Regions from separate parts of the Mus musculus genome. Here region 1 is linked to region 2. Evidence: chromatin contacts called from public targeted proximity ligation data. All regions are on one chromosome and are shown on one strand. The core of a region is the stretch at or near the end of the contact, and the rest is flanking DNA. Distances in the headings are between cores, read along the strand shown. Region 1 has its middle 31 kb from the start of Tmem252. Region 2 overlaps Fam189a2 (family with sequence similarity 189, member A2).

What was found.
Region 1: a contact with region 2 is called in a targeted proximity ligation map of pancreatic cancer cells. A contact is called at or near these places in 1 of 130 datasets of targeted methods (pancreatic cancer cells) and 1 of 9 other capture datasets (embryonic stem cells).

What each region holds. Positions count from the first base shown.
Region 1 is chr19:24,640,471-24,645,361 of GRCm38.p6, forward strand. No RefSeq gene overlaps it. Among named protein-coding and RNA genes, the nearest start is that of Tmem252, 31 kb to the right of the region's middle.
Region 2 is chr19:24,014,426-24,019,165 of GRCm38.p6, forward strand. The region is part of intron 2 of Fam189a2 (family with sequence similarity 189, member A2); the gene reads right to left. Among named protein-coding and RNA genes, the nearest start is that of Fam189a2, 14 kb to the right of the region's middle.

The DNA.
Region 1 (4,891 bases), core at 96-2,595, 620 kb after region 2:
TTCTTGGTCCCCAAAATGCAGCTCTGGGTGATGGTGTAGACTTTTAAGATATAGTGCTTTGCAGGATGTCCTGGGATGGTCAGAGTGTACCCTCAATAAAGATTATTTCTTGTGGAAACCCGAGAGTGGTTTTTGTTTATTTGTTTTTGGGGTGGGGGTGAGACAGGGTTTCTCTGTATAACTCCGGCTGTCCTGGAACTCACTTTGTAGACCAGGCTGGCCTTGAACTCAGAAATCCGCCTGCCTCTGCCTCTGCCTCCCGAGTGCTGGGATTAAAGGCGTGCACCACCACGCCCGGCTGTTTGTTTGTTTGTTTGTTTGTTTGTTTATTTATTTATTTATTTAAATAAAACCTGGTTGTTATTTTTTTAAGGTCATAGTACACAGAGCTTATTATCAAAATGTTGTGTGTCTTTGAACCATCTTAAAACAAATAATAATAATAATAACAATAAAAATAATATAGTTATTATCATGCATAATAATAATAATAATTAATAAATAAAGTAGCAGCAGCAGCAGCAGTAGATGCCCAGATAGCTTCCTAATAGTTGAAGATACAAAATCAGTGGGCTCTGGCACGCTGAATCTCAGCACGTGACGTACAGAAGGGAACCCAGAATACTCTTGCCTGCCATATTTGAATCTGGAAGTTTCCAACCTCCTTTTCACTGTGGACAGGTGCACACTGCTATAAAGGATTAGGAAAGGGAGCCACCAGCGTCTGACTCACCCTCTAAAGGAAGCAGGAATGGCAGCCCTGACCACAAGCTTGCGTGCGCTTTCAGTAGAGAATGTGCAGCTGATCCAGACTGTCAGGACTCTCTGAGCTCTAAGCATTAATAGTAATATGCTGGCACCAAGGGAAATCTCCAATCTTACCAAAAGTGTAAGCCAAAATGTAACAGACAAATCCAGCCTGTTAGCCTATGTTACGCCTTGATCTAGGGATAGGCTATGGTGGCAGGGGCAAGGGGGAAAAGACATGTGGATAGAGTCTTTGACCTAAGACTATGAGAATGTCTGTAGCAGAAACAATAGGTGTCTTAGTCCACTCAGGCCATATCACAACATACCAAATGGCTGGCCTATAAACATCAGAACCATAATTCTGATAGCCCCAGGGTACAAGGAGTTGTGGATCCAGGCTGAAGCACATTTGGTATTCAGTGAGGGCCTGCTTTCCTAGTCATAGACAGTGAGTCTTAGCTGTATCCTTCCTTCTTGGGAGAAGAAGGAGTCAGTGCTCTGGGGACTCTTTTAAAAATGCTTTACACAATGCCTTAAAAGGGCCCTTGTGACGTAATCCCCCTTTAATGGCTCCACTGTCTAATAACATCACATCTGTAAGCGGCAGTACAATGTGTGCATTTGGAGGGACACACACAGTCCACGCATAGCAATAGTCTAGCAGTGAATTAGAACCATTCTCTGTTGAAAATTTGAGATAAAGAAATTAGTAACTTTCTAGAAAGGAATTTTGTACATATTCAGGAATATTAAAAAGCAGAGAGAGAGAGAGAGAGAGCCGCTACTGTTTGTCTCTATTTCACCTTTGACTCTTTGCCTGACCTTGACTTTGGAGAATGTATCTTCTTGTTACTGATGCTGCTAGGTGAAAAAGAACTCTCTTGGAAGCTTTGCCCATACTCAAGTCACTGTAATAGCATGAAGGTCCAAAGACAGACTTCCTTAGAGTAGGCTCAGACCTTTGCTGCTCTCTACCCATCCTCCCTAGGGCCATGATCTAGTCAATGTCTTCAAAAAGGAGCCATCCTCTTCCTCCTGCGAGTAGCTGTCACACCATGGAGCTGGAGCTCCCTCTTGTTGCCCTACACAAATACTGTGACTGGAGTAGAACTCAGGGGAGGGAGGAGTTATCATTTCGGGTTCATTGTCTGAAGGCATCTGGTGTCCCCCGTTAGCCACCCTCTGCGGCCATTGCTCAGCTTGCAGGTATCATTTTGAGAGGAAAGGAAAAGTAACAGCTGTGTTACTGAGTGTGTACACGACCCACATTAGTCACACTTACCGGGGTTTAAGTTATGACTCTGTCACCTTTGTCCCTTCAATGGCCAGCTTTTAAAGTAAACTGTACTGGCATTCTTGACATGCCTCCCTTGGGGCAAGACCTCACTTTCCTCTGATCATTTTTTTCCCTCAGATGATTTTCTTGTCACATAAAGTGCACAACACTCACTGTAGAGAAAATCTCTTATATTCTGTATGGATGCATCACTTGTCAATAACAACAACAACAACAATAATAATAATAATAATAATAATAATAATAAGCCTATGGCCAAAGAGCTGAGGCAGGATTAGGAGGTGGGGTATCCAGCAGAGAGAGAGAGAGAGAGAGAGACAGACAGACAGACAGACAGACAGAGACAGAGAGACAGAGAGGGAGAGACAGAAAGATGGAGGGAGTGGGGATAAAGAGGAATTCAAAAACAGTCAGAAGTGTGGGAGATTAGTCAGGAACTCTGAGAAGAGGTAACAAGCCATGTGGTGCTTTGTAGAACAGAATAACCAGATAATTGAGTCATGAGCTAGTCAGGGGAACAAGCCCTAGCTTATGGCCGAGGCGTTTATTTATAAAATATTCAGTCTCAGAGCCCTTACTCTGGGAACAAAGTGGCTGGGTAGGAAAGCTTGATGTTATAACTCACAATTATTTACGTCTCTGTTGTTGTTGTTGTTGTTGTTGTTGTTGTTGTTGTTTTCTCTAGCTAACTTTGCACTTCCTGGGGACAAATCCTTCCCATATCCACGAGGTCACTGTTTCATGGACTAAGTGGATAAGTGACAAGCTCTTTCTCCATCTTTGTTTACACGAATCTTTTTTTTTCCTCAGGGATTAGGGGGTCAGACTTCTCCCATCGTGCCTATAAAAGTGTGATTGCAAAGGAAACTTTCTATCCTCAAGGAAGGACTCTTAGGCTCCAGCTCTGTACTTGAATCACCTGGGAAATACAGCAGACATAAACCCACTTCCCCAGGCCAATGGGCACAGACTCTCTGTGGGGAGGGTCTGAATATCAGCATCTTCCCACAGCTTCTTTGATGGCTCTATCCGATAGTCTGCATCAGGACCACAGTCTTTAGGCCATCCTGGTGCTCTTCAAGATCCTCTAGAAGAGGAGGCAGCATAGAGAAGATCTGAAGATAGCCCTGGGACTAATTGTATTTGATGTTAATTCTGTTCTCCTGTGAGGGGCTGCGAACAAGGAATGAGTCAGCACTCAGGTGATTTCCTGTAAACCTGCTTCCCACCTTAATTTATAAATAAAGCCTAGAGCCAGTGATTGGGTGGATAAAGAGGGGAAGGTGGAGCTGAAGGTTTTTGGGGAGAGAGAGAGAGAGAGAGAGAGAGAGAGAGAGAGAGAGAGAGAGAGAGAGGATGACAGAGGAGGAGGAGGAGGAAGGAAAGTGGAGCAGAAGCACCCAGCCCAGAGAAACCACAAGTTATAAGGGCTCTCTTCTTTGGGGAAGATGGTAGTGTAGTGGTAGATCCGCCCAATCTAGGCGCATGGCATGTATTCATATTAATTGAGTTGTGTCTTCATTGCCCAGGCTTATTTGAGTACCACAACAGAGAAGAGGTACTAGGAAGTGCCACTGCCATCTCTGGGCAGAGACCTGCAGAAGGGAGGTGCCTCCAGTGGTGTTATGTGGGCTTGTATTACCCACAGATCTTTAAAAAGGGTTTTCTTTAAATCTAGCTGATCCAACTTTTAGACACAACATTAAGAACTTTAATCTTCACATTTCTTTCCCCACTACTGTGTCCCCTCTTCTAACTACCACCCTCTAAATAGTTGTCTACCTTCTGACCCAAATGTTGAGAGTTCCACTTGACCACTATCAAGGTCACCATGAAGTCCCTTCATGACTACAGAGAATCTTGTTTTAAAACAGGTGTTAAGACGAGTGAGCAGAAAGAAGAGTGAGGAAAGAGGCCACAGAAGCCTAACCAAGTAGGAATGAAAGGTGTAGCCCAAACACAGCTTTAAATCAAGACCATAAAAACCCTGTCAAACATGGTCAGAGTAAAAACCCTGTCAAACATGGTCAGAGTAAAGTGTATTAATATCACTTAATCAAAATAAAATGTGTTACTATCTTAACACTGAAACCTCCAGGTGGACCACACAGTATTGACTCAGGGATCTGTGATGTGATGAACAAGCCCTCTCGGAGTCTTGAATTTGTATGTAAGAATGAAATGATAACCCGATGTTCATTTTTGAGATGTGAAGAAACTGTGCTCCAAGAGGGTGACCTGACTTACGGTCATATTACTACCTCGGAGCGAAGACAGAAGTGGCACCAAGGGTTGCAGATGACACTCTAAAAGGATCGAATACTGCCCTTGGCACCATAGGACAGCATCAAAAATCAAGAGAAACAGGGAAGTCACTCACAGCTCAGTGACAGCGTGCATGCTCATCCTTCAAAAGGTGCTGGGGTCAATGCTGAGAGGAGAGGAGAAGGAGGGGTGGGGAGGCACCAGAATTCCTCTCTGCGCTTCTGGAAGCACATTCCTACCGTCGTTATGAGCTGACTGGGGATTTGGGAATTGACTGCCAGCATCCTTGGATCTCTCTCTTCAGCTTGGCCACTATTCTGACCCTCGTCTCCCCGGTGGATTCTTTCTGGTCCCTGTGAAACAGAAGGGCTGTGGACCTAGCCCCTCCTATAGCAGGCCTCCTGGATTACTTCCTCCATCTGTTCTGCCTCCCACCCTCGGGTCAAGACGTCATCGTCCTCAGATCATCATTTGGTCCAAGGATTTCTCCGTGATGCTCACAATTGTTTACTTTCCTCTGTGCTCCTCTTCTGGCCATTCCCCGGGGTCAGCTTTGGACTCTCTGGGGACAAACCCTTC
Region 2 (4,740 bases), core at 1,351-3,850:
TGGGACACAGCCTCCCTCCTCCATGACTGCTGACGCTCAGAAGTAAGTGTCCCTAGAGCCTCCATTGCTGGAGCTGGCCCTGCTTCTCACAGGACTCACAAATGTAGAGACCCTCAACTCCAGAGTGCTGAATGGAATACATGGGGGGGGGGGTTAGTGTGTCTGTCTGTCTGTCTGTTTGCCTGCCTGCCTGTCTGTCTGTCTGCCTGTCTGTCTGTCTGTCTGTCCGTCTGCCTGTCTGTCTGTCTGTCAGACAAGCACTCTACCATTCAGCTACATATCTAGCTTTTTTTCCTTTGGAGACGGAATCTAAGTTAACCCAGATCTGCCTCAAACTTGTGATGTTTTGCCTCAGCCTACCAAGTAGCTGAGATTATCCTTAAGCACCACCATACCCAGCTATCCAGACATTCTTATGCCTTAAAAAACAGAGGGAGGCATTAGGACTGCAACTCACTTACTTGGTAGAATGCTTCCCTAGTACGCAAAGGACCTACTAGATTCGATGTCCAGCATCAAAGAAAACCATGCATGGAATCACATGCCTATAGTCCTAGGATCCAGAAAGTGGGGGCAGAAGGATGAGAAGTTTAAAACCATCTTTGGTTACATAGCTACTTCGAGGCCAGCTTGGGATACATGATGCTCTATCTCAAAACAACAAGAAGGAAGGGAGGGGAAGGGAAGGGAAGGGAAGGGAGGGGAGGGGAAGGGAAGGGAAGGGAAGGGAAGGGAAGGGAAGGGAAGGGAAGGGAAGGGAAGGGAAGGGAAGGGAAGGGAAGGGAAGGGGGGAGGAAGAGTAAGCAAATGATAGAAGAGTGTATGGTCACTGAATTACAACTTATACAAAGGGAGCTTACAATGCCCATCTGAAATTAAAATATCATCAAAATAACTAGGGAGGGTTCTGGAAATCTCTAATGGCACAGTAAGAAGGATGCAAAATATTGTTCTGAATCAAGGCACCTATTTCACAGACACATAAATTACAAGATTGCCTCACGGGTACCTAATAATTAGTGGTAATGTGTCAGCGTTAAATCTAGGTCTCATACACTGTGAAATAATCAGGGCTCATTCCAAGTTATGGTCAGCCACAAGATGTCTTTGAATGCAGCAGCCTACATGGGGCCAAAGAGCCCCACGGCCCATCTCATTTGTATGCAGAGAATCCTCAATTGCATGTGCTGGTTTAGACTCCAGTTCTTCAGGGCCTCAGGAAGCGTGACTCTCTAGTTAATCAATCTTGAAGGTTAGTCCTCAAACAAAGCATGTTAGTCTCCCATGATTCTCTCAACAGATGAAGGGCCCCCGGGTCTCTAAGTGCTGGGAAACAGAGCCAGATCCCTGGCCTACCTTATGTAGAGTAAATGAAGGGAGGAATGTATAGTATAGTTAAGCCATTTTGTTCTAACCATTCTAATGAAGCTGGCACAATCAAAGAATCGTTTTTAAGTAGCCACCGTAGTTACCATTTCTTGTCCTCGCTGTGAGGTATAATTTAGGACACCTACAAGTAAGAATGAACAAATGGAACCGGCCGTGCATAGTGGCACAGGCCTTTAATCCCAGCACACAGAAGGCAGAAGCAGGCAGATCTCTGTGAGTTCAAGGCCATCCAGTTTACATGGTGAGTTCCAAGGCCACCAGGGTTATATAATGAGACCTGTTCAAATAAAATAAAATAACTACATGGAATCCGAGATATACATTTGTTTGTTTGTTTGTTTGTTTATTTGTTTGTTTGTTGGGGGCATGCCACAGCATGCATCTGGAGGTCAGAGTGCAACTTGTAAGAGTCTGTTCTTTCCTTCTGCCATGAGTCCTGGGGATCGAGTCAGGCCATCAGGCTAGAACCATCACCCTGGCCCTGAGCCTTTGTTTGTTACATTGATGACAGAGCTTCCTTTACACCAGTATGCGGGTCACATGCACCCCACCTACTCCACACTGACAAGAAAGTAGCATCAGTTCCAACTACCACTTCATGAGCAACCAAAACTCTACTGGGCAGCTGGATGTTCATGGCGGTGATTCTTACTAACGCACTACCGAGGAAAAGCATGTAATTAAGACAATTCTGTTTACTAACTGAGGTACCCATACATGACAATTTTCGAGGCCATCTCTGGAACAGAGTCTGATTTTTTTTTAAACAATTTCAAAACTTTTTGTTAAAATCCAAAAGGAATAAGAAGCAGAAAAATAAGAATATACTTTAAACATGGAAAATGTTAGCCTTTTGTGCAAAATACTTACTCTAGACTGCTACATACAGGCATATGCTTTACCCTAAGGACAACCACAAGTATTTAAAACCTATTCTCCAGCACTATCATTGTCCTGGGCATGGGAGTGCTCTGCTGATAGTAGCCAATGAATGAAGGTCTGGGTTTCCATGGAAACGTGAGTTTGAAGGAACTGGGACAAACTGACCCTCTTTTGTTCAAGCTGATCAACAACCTGAAGTAATCGCAGTCACAATCAGAAGAGGGCACACAAAAGGACTGCTCCTTACAAAGGAACACTCACATGTTCCAGGCTGGTGTGGACATAACTGGAAACGAGGACAGCTGGTCTCCCAAGGGGCTGGATGGGGGCCAATGGCCAGTCTTGCCCCAGCCTCCTCCACACAGCCACAGAAGCATAAGAGTGAACTGGCCCTAGAGCTGGAAGGGGAAGTGAAGAGCCTCCTGGGGAGACACACAGAACCCTAAGCAGCCAGTCCACAGGCTAAGCAGGCTGCCTCAATGCTCTTGGCTAGGTCACTACACTCTGGAAAGCAGGAAGCAGTCATTGGGGTAGCCAGGGAAAGTGCCTCCTCAGGGTGTGGCTGTGGCTGCTGAGCTGAGAGCCAAAGAAACCCACAGCCAAGCACTGGGCTAGGGGAAGAAAGACCTAGGCAAGCAATGCCCAGTATGTGAAGGGGGAGGTGAAGCCAGGAGGTGCCAAAGCTGGACAGCTAAACCCAGATCTGCAAAACAATGCCCCAGGTGCACTGAAGCATCCCTAAAATCCCAGTTCTGGGGCTCAGAGACAGGAGGGTGCAGAGAACAAGGCCAGCCTCAGTTACACATGGAGTTCAAAGTTGAGACTGTCTTGGAAAAAAAAAAAAAAAAAAGGCCCCACTGGTTTCTCTAATGCAACAAGGCCTCTTCCCTACATTGACCTCTGGCACATTCCAACACTCAGGAAGCAAGGGAGGGGAACCTGGGCAACACAGAAAGGAAGGAAAGGAGGGAGGGAGGGGTGCAATACACACCCAAGTGGGGGGAGGGGGAGGGGAGAGTTGAGCCTGTATTACGAAGTTATCTTCTCAAGGCAGGAAAACTAAGCTCCAAAAGGCAGACTTGTGTGGTTCAGAGGAAGAGCCAGGCACAGCTGAAAGGCACTGCCAGTTTCTTTCTACACACATTGTGTTCATTTCTTAAACTAATGTATTTGGTGCAGGGTGTGTGTGTGTGTGTGTGTGAGAGAGAGAGAGAGAGAGGGAGAGGGAGAGAGAGAGAGAGAGAGAGAGAGAGGAGACAGAGACAGAGAGAGATGTGTGTGTGTGTGCACATGTGTGCCTCCAGAGGACAAAGAGGACATCAGATCCTCTGAAGCTGGTGTTCCTGGCAGCTGTGAGCCACCTGGGAATTGAATCCTCTGCAAGAAACACTAAGCCATCTCTCATCTCTCAGCCGCTGCTTCGTTTGTTTGTGTTGGTTTTGTTGCGTAAGAAGAGGTCTTCTAAGTAGTACAGACTGGCCTTGAACTCTCCATGGTCAGCCTCAGCCTCCTAAATGCTGGTTTTACAGGCATGCATCACTACACCTGGCTATAATGCTGTCTTACTAAGATGCATATAAACCCATGTAGCATAGTGACTGAGACTTAACTTATGAGCTGACAGTCTCAGCCTTACCCAGTTGCAAGCCCTTATTTTAAGTTATAAAATCATATCACTTACTTTAAGTTAGATTAATATTTTACAACTAGTCTAGTTCGCTTGTTTCTCTGACAAAACGCTGACTGAAAACAACTAGAGGAAGAAAGCATTTATCTCAGCTCACAACTCTCAGGTCACACCCTATCACTGAGGGAAGTCAGGGCAGGAACCTGGAAGCAGGATTAGAGCAAAGCCCAGGAGGGAGTATTGCTTACTGGTTTGGTCTTCATGTCTTACTAAGCCTGCTTTCTATAGCACTCAGAACCACCTGCCCCCAGGGGTGGCACCGCCCACAGTGAGCTAACCCTCCCTCACCAGTCATCAATCAAGAAAATACCCCACAGACCATCTGAAGGACACATCTTCTCAATTCAATTTCCCTCTTTCCAGGCACCACTTGCTTATATCACATTGACAAAAACTAGCTGCCACAATGACACTCTCTATCCAATATTCTGCCACTACAACGTCACAGTTCGAACGCCTGGCCTTATGACAAAAGTTAATGATAGAAATACAGTAGCAGACTGCTCGGCAACAATGAGTGGCACATGCAGAAACAGTGTTACCTAATACTAATTTACAGTGACCTGAAAAGGTGGGACATGAGACAGTATATACATGCTGGTTATAACTTTTCTGGGTGTTATGCATGCTGCATGTTCTTCGTATGGCACATATGTGTGGGGCACGTGTGTGGATGTCAGTGCATGTATCCATGTATGTACATATGGAAGCCACAGCAGGACAGTGGGGACTTCCTCTGTTACTCACTGACGTAATGCCTTGACCAGGGACTCTCAGTGAAC